Regions from separate parts of the Mus musculus genome. Here all the other regions are linked to region 1. The links are chromatin contacts, called in public HiChIP or PLAC-seq maps. All regions are on one chromosome and are shown on one strand. The core of a region is the stretch at or near the end of the contact, and the rest is flanking DNA. Distances in the headings are between cores, read along the strand shown.

Region 1 (2,721 bases), core at 151-2,650:
AAACCCACTAGAAAGAAAAAGTCCAGAGGAGGGGGGGAAACCATGGAAAATAAGTAAGGAGACAGACAAATGGCACGGGGAGGCCACTCCTGACCCAAACTGCACAATATCTGAGGTTAGTTTTATAGGTTGTAACCCTCTTAAAACAAGACCCCATAAGTACAAAAGGTCACTTGGTCCCTTTTGCTTTCAGCGCTGCCCAATTGTGAAACTTAAGCTCGGAATGTAATTGGATAGCGAGCCGCCTGAGTATCTTCTGCTCAGGGAGGAACCTGGGAAGAACGGGAAACTGAGGATCGACCTACAAGGGATGCGACTTTTAAAGGGAGTAGGGGTTTTTGTTTTTGTCATCTATAGAGCCACAGTCAAGAGTCCTTGGGAAGGATGCACTGGCCCCCACCCCCTCATCCTGCCTCTGCTCTCACAGGTGTTAGGATGCAGCTTCCAGGGCACACACACTACAGATGTGCGTGTGTGTGTGCGCGCGCCCTTTTCCAGCCTTAAAGAAAAGAGGGTGCACTCCCACCTCCAGCTCTGATGAGGTTCCCACGAAGCAAAGTAAAGTCGCCCGAATCCGAGTGATGTGAAGCTGCCAAAAGGGAGAAGAGAAAGACAATCATACAGCCATTTCACTGTGCCCGGGTCCTCTCGGGTCGGCGCTGGAGCTGGGGTGTGCCATCAGTTGAGAGGGTGTCTCTCTGGCTTTTCCCAACAGGGGCAGAGGTAAATCCCAGGTAATTAGACTGGAGCCAGAGGTCTCCCTACGCGTTTCTGACCAACCCACAGACGACCACTTAGCCTCCTCCGAAATCTAAATTTAGTAGCTCCTGGGCCAGCCCGCCCGCCCGCCCGCCCGCTCCAGGACGGCAGGGGCCCCCCGCCCCGTCCGCTCTCCCACGCCCATCCTCCCCTCCCCCAGCTCCACCCCAGCCTGTCAGACGCCGGCCCGCGAGGCCCGCACCCGGCCGCCGCCGCAGCACCCAGCCCGCCCCTCCCCAGGAGCGAGCAAACAAAAGGCGGGCGGCGGCGCGGGCAGTCGGGAGCTACGCGGGTTGCCGACTCCCGGCGCGGGGGCGCTTTACCCGCAGCCTCGGCGCTCCGCGTCCCTGGGCTCCGCCTCCGGACGGACAGACCGCGGGACAATGGGCCCCGGCCGCAGCTCCAGCCGGCCGGGCCCGGGCTCTCTGGGACCCGGCCCCGGTGGGCAGAGGGTGGCTGCGGGCCGGGCTGGCGGCGGGGAGGCGAGGGGCGGCGCGGCGGACAGACAAAGCCAACGGCAGACAGACGGACGGAGGGGGGAAAAAAAAAAGATGGCGACGCGGACGACGGGAGCGCGCGGTTCGCGCTCTCGCAGCGAGTGGGGCGCGTGCCGGAGCCTCACCTCTCCTCCCGCCGCCGCCCCGACCCCTCCCGGCTCCCGAGGCGCGCGCCTGGCGCTGTGGGCGGGGCCTCGGGGGAAAAGGGTCCGGGAAGGCGGGGCTTAGGGAGCATCCAATCGCGGGCGTTCCAGAGGGGCCCCGCCCGCGATCTGGTCCTGGCGACGCGGAGCTGAGCATCTAAAGAGCTTTCGGAGGTGTCCTGACGTTTCCGCGCACCTTTAGAGCGGGTGAACTCCACTCAGCTGTCATCTCCCCGGCTGGTTTCCTCTCCCAAAGTCGAGTTCAGCCACAGAACCCACATCCCCCAACCACAGCTCCGCCGCAGGCTTCCCCCTCCGTAGCCGAACCTGGGCCAACCATCCCGTAGTCACAAACCCTCTTCACTCCCACTTGTCCCAAGGCTTCTTCAACTCTCGAGGCATTTAAAGTAAAGAAAGAGGGCCCACAGCTTCTGTGGGAGGGACTAAGCTATCAGGTGGTCACAGACACAGGACCTAGGTAGCTTGTGGTCCTTGTTGCTATCTAAGGGTGTTTGGAAAGGCTGAACGTGGTTCAACTCCGTTCTAACGCGACTCCTGTTACTGTCCGCGTCATTATTTCTCCGTTGCTCTCCCTTCTTTCCCCTTATTTGGGCGGAAAACCCATACCTACCCCTGAAGTCTCTCCGTAGAGAAGTAAAAAGAGGAGCCCTGTTTTAGAAGGCCCAACTTTCAGCCCCAGCTTTGCCACCGACCAGTCTGTTCGCTTTTGGGCAAGTCACTTCCCTGTTCTGGCCCTCTTCTCTCAAGAGTTGTGCTAGTCATGTAAAACAATCTCTGAAAGCCCTGTGCAAGTTCTCTTATGATTTGCGGCTTCACGAGGCAGAACAAACAAGAGTGCTGACTCTTGCTGATAAAATGACTAGTCGAAGTGTTTGCATAAAGCATTCTTACAAATTCTTCCTTCCTGAAATCTCCAACGAGATGCCATTGCCTGTGTCTTGCAGAATGTGCTAGAACGGTGGAATTGAAGAATGGTGGTCCTTGACAATGCTGTAGGTAAATTGTTCTTGCTTGTTTGCTTTTTGTTGTTGTTTTTTGTTTTGTTGTTTCAACTGACCGAAGAGGAGAAGACTAGAGCCTGGTTTACTGATGGCTCTGCACGTTATGCAGGCACCACCCAGAAGTGGACAGCTGCAGCATTACAACCCCTTTCTGGGACAACCTTGAAAGACACAGGTGAAGGGAAATCTTCACAGTGGGCAGAACTCCGGGCAGTACACATGGTATTACAGTTTGTTTGCAAGAAGAAATGGCCAGATGTACAATTATTTACTGACTCATGGGCTGTAGCCAATGGATTG
Region 2 (2,721 bases), core at 118-2,617, 2.6 Mb after region 1:
TTGTCCTGGCTCTTTTTTTCTTTTTTCTTTTCTTTCTTTTTTCTTCCTTTTTGCTTGTTTGGTTTTTTGTTTGTTTGTTTTGTTTTGTTTGATACAGGGTTTCTCCGTGTAACCCTTACTCACTCTGTAGACCAGGCTGGCCTTGAACTCAAAGAGATCTGCCGAAATCTGGGATTAAAGACATGTACCACCACCCCCAGCCATAAAAAAGTAGCAATTTCTGAGGCTTTTTTTTTTTTTTTTTTTTTTTGAGACAGGGTTTTTCTGTGTAACCCTGGCTATCCTGGAACTCACTCTGTAGACCAGGCTGGCCTTGAACTCACTGAGGCTAAATTTTTAACACCATGGAAAGATATAAAGGCACAAGAAACTCTTCCCTGTATCTGTTCCACTTTCCTCTGCTAATTATCATTAATAGTCCTTTCTTTTCTTTGTGTGTGTGAATGTGAGCTGTAAGTGCCTGTGTATGCAGGAATGCACACACTCTTGCGCACGTGAACACACACACATTTTTTAGAAAGTTTTCCTATGTAGCTCTGGATTGCCTCAAACTCACCCATCCTCGCGCCACATCCTCCACGTACCAACATTACAGGCACCGGTTCCCACACCTGACTTAATTTAATCTTTTTAATGAAGAATGGGTCCAGGTGTTTAGTAATACTACCATTTCCAAACCTGCTGGGACATCGAGATCAGAATGTCCCAGGGAGTTTCACTGGAAATCCACAGCTGCCTTCTGTGAACTCCATTCTCATCCCCCAGTCAGGGAAGGAAACTGGAATCTCGACACTGAAGGGCGCGTCCACGGTGCCGGTGTACAGACCACTGTGCGAACAGCCATCCACCCTCCCGTTTCTTGCTACAGGGGCAGCTCCTGTTTCCTGATTTCCTGTTACTCACGGGTTATTCACCAGAGCCTTATCAGGGTGTCTGCACAGCACCAAGACCCTGTGCCTTTCTTCCAGACCCGGGGAGGTATGGTGTGGTGTGAATTTCGACACAGCCAAGGCGGTGTTGCTGGGGGTTAGTTGGTTAGTGTGGGTGTTGGCAGCCAGCTGGGGCTCGGGTAGGGAGCCTGTGTGTGGGTGAAACTCAGGAATCCTGTGGCACTACAGTTACAGAAAAAAATTTAAAGGCCCAGCCCAGGCCTTTACGAAGTACAGCTGAGTCTGACAAACCCAGAACCAGCCCCAGCTCTCAGATCTTCTGGGGCGAGGGGTTGGGAGGGGGCGGGATACAGTTCCCTGTGGGCCCTTCTAAATCAGATAAGACATAATGCAGATGAAACGCGGGTGGGAAACGCACGGTAGACAGCAGATTACAGTCATAAAAAGAGATGACAGATTTCATCGTCACTCATGACCCACCCAAATGTCACGTCCTCTGGGCTCTTTCCCTGGCATTTCCTGCCCCAAGTGGATGTTCTTTCCATTGTACTCCCCGACACTTGAAATCGAACAACAAAAGGAAAAAAAAAATACTACTACTGCTGCCTGAGGTTTCCTGGGTCAGAATATCTAGCTGCTTTCCTGTTTGATCTCCCACCAGTCCAGGGGTCCCAGGGAGTTAAAGGCCCACGGGCTGTTTAGTCACGTGGTCTTCACTTTTCTTTCTTTCTTTTTTTTTTTTTTTTCTTACATACTCAATTAGCTTTCTAATTTCTGTAGCCCTAGAAACAGACCTATACCCGGGCCTCTTGATCCGTAACAAAAGTAGCACTTCAGAAATGAGGGGTTTTGCTTTTGGTTTTCTATGTTTATGATTTTTACAGTGAGTTGGTATGTATCACATGTGTGCAGGTATCCATGGAGACCAGAAAGTATCATATTGTCTGAAACTGGATTTGCTGGCAGTTGTGAGGCACCGTGTGGATGCTGGGAACTGAACCCACCGTTCAAGAACAGTGTGCGTTCTTAAACTCTGAGCCGTGGGTCTGTTAGCCCCGGAAGGGGATTTTCTTAAAGAAGGTCAATGAATCCGATACTCATAGAAAAATAAAATGCACCTGAGCCCTGTTGTTCGCCATTCTCAAACATCAGAGTTAGATTCGATAAAAGGTTACACATGGGGCTGAGGCTGTAGCACCGCTGGTTGAATGCTTGGGTTCCAGACCACCACCGCAGAAAACCAATGTGGTGATGCCTGCCTGTGATCCCACCCATGAGGACTTGACACAGGAGGATCAGGAACTCTGACACTGTCCTTGGCTACAAGCAAGGCCACTTTGAGCCTTTCCTTTGAGGCAGAGGCAGACAGATCTCTGACTTCAGCCTGACAATATGTTGAGTTTCTGGCCAAGCATGGCCACATCTTGAGTCATGAGGATGGGGTAGGTGAGGGAGAGAGAGACAGTTCAGATGGTAAAAGCACCTTTCGCACAAGCCTGCCGATCTGACTTTCCATCCCTGAAACCTCATGGTGGAAGGAGAGAGCTGACTCCTGAATGTTGCCCTCTGACCTCCACACACACCACTGGCATGCTACCCTTTCAGCCTCTCGCTCAGCCTCATCTTTTTTTTTTTTTTTTTTTAAAGACTGTTGCTAGGGCAACAGTTAGTAAAGTGCTCGCCTTGCAAATTCAAAGCCTTGAATTAGATCCCCAAAACCCTTGTAAAAAGCTGGGTGTGACTGCAATCCAGGTGCTGAGAAAGCAGAAAGAGGTGGATTTTTGCTGCTCACAGCCTGGCCCAGTTAGTGAGCTCCAGGCCATCGAGAGAG
Region 3 (2,721 bases), core at 73-2,572, 2.3 Mb after region 1:
TTGTTGGCTCTTGCAGAAAACCTTCAGAAAGGCCAACCTCTTTTCTAACCCCAGTTCCGAGGGATCCAGTGCCCTCTTCTGGCTCCTGCAGCCACTGCATGCATAGATAAGTAAATATAAATAAATAAATAAATAAATAAGTAGATATAAATAAATAAATAATAAAGCGGTGTACATATAAAAATAATCCTAAGTGCCACAATGAAAACCGGTAGCCTTCTACCAAAGAAAAACAACTTGACATATACAAATGTCTGGAAGGTTTGTCTGCAATATTGTGAAATCAATGACATTCCTTTTTTATTTTTAAAGATCAGTTGATCAGTTTTATTTTTTAATTGTGTGTGTGTGTGAGCGCGCACACACGCGCATGCCTGAGGGTTTGTGAATATGTGTGTACAAGTGCCCACAGACTCCAGAAGAGCACCTTCTAGCACCCAAAGCTGGAGTTACATGTGGCTGTGAGCCACTCGAAGTGGATGCTGGGGAGCCAAACTCAGGTCCTCTGCAAAGAGCAGCAACTGCTCCTAGCTATGAAACCATCTTTCCAGTCCTGATAATTACATTCCATTTAAGGAAATGTGTGGATATCATGTAGGCCTTATTATTATTATTATTATTAATTATTATTATTATTTTGGTTTTTCAAGACAGGGTTTCTCTGTATAGTCCTGGCAGTCCTGGAACTCACTTCGTAGACCAGGTTGGCCTCAAACTCAGAAATCTGCCTGCCTCTGCCTCCTGAGTGCTGGGATTAAAGGCATGCGCCACCATGTCTGGCTGGCCTTATTATTTATAGTAAATAATTTTAAATGTGTGTGTGTGCATGTGTGTGTGCATGTTGGTGTCTAACGGATAGTCTTACAACTGTGAACCAAGTACCCTACTGTTGAACTACTCTCTCAGTTCCTGATTTTGGCATAAAATTGCATTTTATTTAGGTGTGTATGCATACGTGAGCATGGCGCGCCTGTGGAGACTAGAAGGTAGAATCACATCTCCTGGCTGGAGTTACAGGCAATTATAAGCCCCTGTTGTAAGTGCTCAGAACTGAACTCCACTTGGACTGTCCTGCTAGGACAGCAAGGGCTTTTATGTTGAGCCACCTCTCTCTAGCCACTCAATTTAAATCTCAAATGCACTCGAGGCATGTTGGTGGCACATGGCTATCATCCCATCACTCAGGAGATGGAAGGCAGGAAGGTCAGAAATTTAAGGTCACCCTGAGCTACGTAGTGAGTTTGAGACCATCTTGGGCTACATGAGAAACAAATAAACCTTGAAGTATATCTCTTTCTACCCTGAGTGAAGTTAAAGATGACAATAGTGCGCCCTCTTGTGGCAAATGGGAAGTATACAAAACTAGGTGGCCAGAAAATTTGTAGACCTGACAATACTGGATGCTTTGGAATTCATTTTAGCAAATCAACTCATTTCTGGCACCAGGCAGATTAAGTCAGGGTTATCTACAGGAGCAGAACTTATAGAATGAATCTAGATGGATGGATGGGTGGATAGATAGATAGATAGATAGATAGATAGAAAGGGGATATATTAGATTGATTTATAGGCTGTGGTCCAGTTCTCCAACAATAACTATCTTCCAACAGATGATCCAAGAATCCAGTTGAATTTTTGTCCATGACATTAGATGTTGTTAGTCCCATGGGTTGAGAATAAGACCTCTGCCACAATCTTCCAGCCAAATTTGAAGCAAGCTTTAATTAAATACTGACAAGGAGGATGGACTCTGGCCAGGTCTATTCCAGGGTTTCCATGAAATGGCCACGAGTCACACTTGGCAGAGGCTTAAGACGACAACCCCATAATGGCATGGTATTTTCCATTACGTGTGATCAAGCTCACTTGTTTAGGGGAGTGAAAACACGTGGCTTGTTATCTCTCAGAAACAACAGCGTCCAGCATTGCAGGAAATGTCTGTTCCTGAGTAAAAGGCTTACAGGTTAGACGCATTTTTGTTTCATGGATCTCTTAGGAACAGTAAATTAAAATGTAATGTTGGCTCTCACAGGGTCTCAGCATTCCAAAGAAGTAGGCTATCTTGCCAGTGGAGGAATGGATTTGCCAGTGACAGTGAAGGTCGTTAGGTAGAGAGAGCAACCTTCCTTCTTCTGTGTCCTTTATATAGACTGCCAGCAGAAGGTGTGGCCTAGATTCCCACCTCAAAAGATCTGGATTAAAAGTGGGTCTTCCCATTTTAAATGATTTAATTTTTTTTAATTAAAAAAATCCCTCACAGGTGTGCCCAATCACTTGAGTTTTAGCCAATTTCAGATGCCACACAGGCTAAAGGAGAATCTCCTGGGAGACCACTTTAGAGATTCAGTAACAAATGATGACCAGGAGTAGGTAGCCTGAGCTAGCCCAGTAGGGCTGCTTCATATTGAAGCACCTATCCCTGGTACCTACGTGGTGAGAGGAGGGGAATGACTCCTGAAAGCTATGTTCTGACCACACATGTGCCATGGCGTATGTGCTTGAGAGAATGCACACACACACACACACACACACACACACACACACACACACACACACGTGCAAACACACAGATAAATAATGTAAGGAGATGTTTTAAGAGCACTAGGAAAGAAAGTGGTGTAGGAATTATAGCACACAGTGAGAATGTGAGCAATAGATGCCTGAGTGGGCGTGGGGGCCGTGCTCACTCTGACATATCCAACAAACCCGCCACTCTTCCAA

What was found. HiChIP or PLAC-seq counts read pairs in DNA pulled down with a chosen protein or histone mark.
Region 2: a contact with region 1 is called in an H3K27ac HiChIP or PLAC-seq map of thymic regulatory T cells, with 14 times the contacts expected there. The contact joins the enhancer-like site here to the promoter of Zfp821 in region 1. A contact is called at or near these places in 2 of 39 promoter capture datasets (cranial neural crest and pre-B cells) and 4 of 115 datasets of contacts at active chromatin or transcription factors (astrocytes, embryonic forebrain, embryonic midbrain and 1 more).
Region 3: an H3K27ac HiChIP or PLAC-seq map of cardiomyocytes shows a contact between it and region 1, with 11 times the contacts expected there. The contact joins the enhancer-like site here to the promoter of Zfp821 in region 1. A contact is called at or near these places in 2 of 39 promoter capture datasets (hippocampal neurons and maxillary cranial neural crest) and 5 of 115 datasets of contacts at active chromatin or transcription factors (cardiomyocytes, embryonic hindbrain, large pre-B cells and 2 more).

The regions. Positions count from the first base shown.
Region 1 is chr8:109,704,225-109,706,945 of GRCm38.p6, reverse strand. Zfp821 (zinc finger protein 821) reads right to left here and starts at 1,400. Exons shown (of 9, transcript NM_001167946.2): 1 at 1,083-1,400; 2 at 527-589.
Region 2 is chr8:107,113,192-107,115,912 of GRCm38.p6, reverse strand. No RefSeq gene overlaps it. Among named protein-coding and RNA genes, the nearest start is that of Gm39240, 9.5 kb to the left of the region's middle. Within about 2 kb of position 1,367, at least 131 of the 459 cell types and tissues checked have an H3K27ac peak or open chromatin away from gene starts, as enhancers often do. A contact at or near this core is called in thymic regulatory T cells, where this site is marked.
Region 3 is chr8:107,385,417-107,388,137 of GRCm38.p6, reverse strand. No RefSeq gene overlaps it. Among named protein-coding and RNA genes, the nearest start is that of Nqo1, 16 kb to the left of the region's middle. Within about 2 kb of position 1,322, at least 21 of the 459 cell types and tissues checked have an H3K27ac peak or open chromatin away from gene starts, as enhancers often do. A contact at or near this core is called in cardiomyocytes, where this site is marked.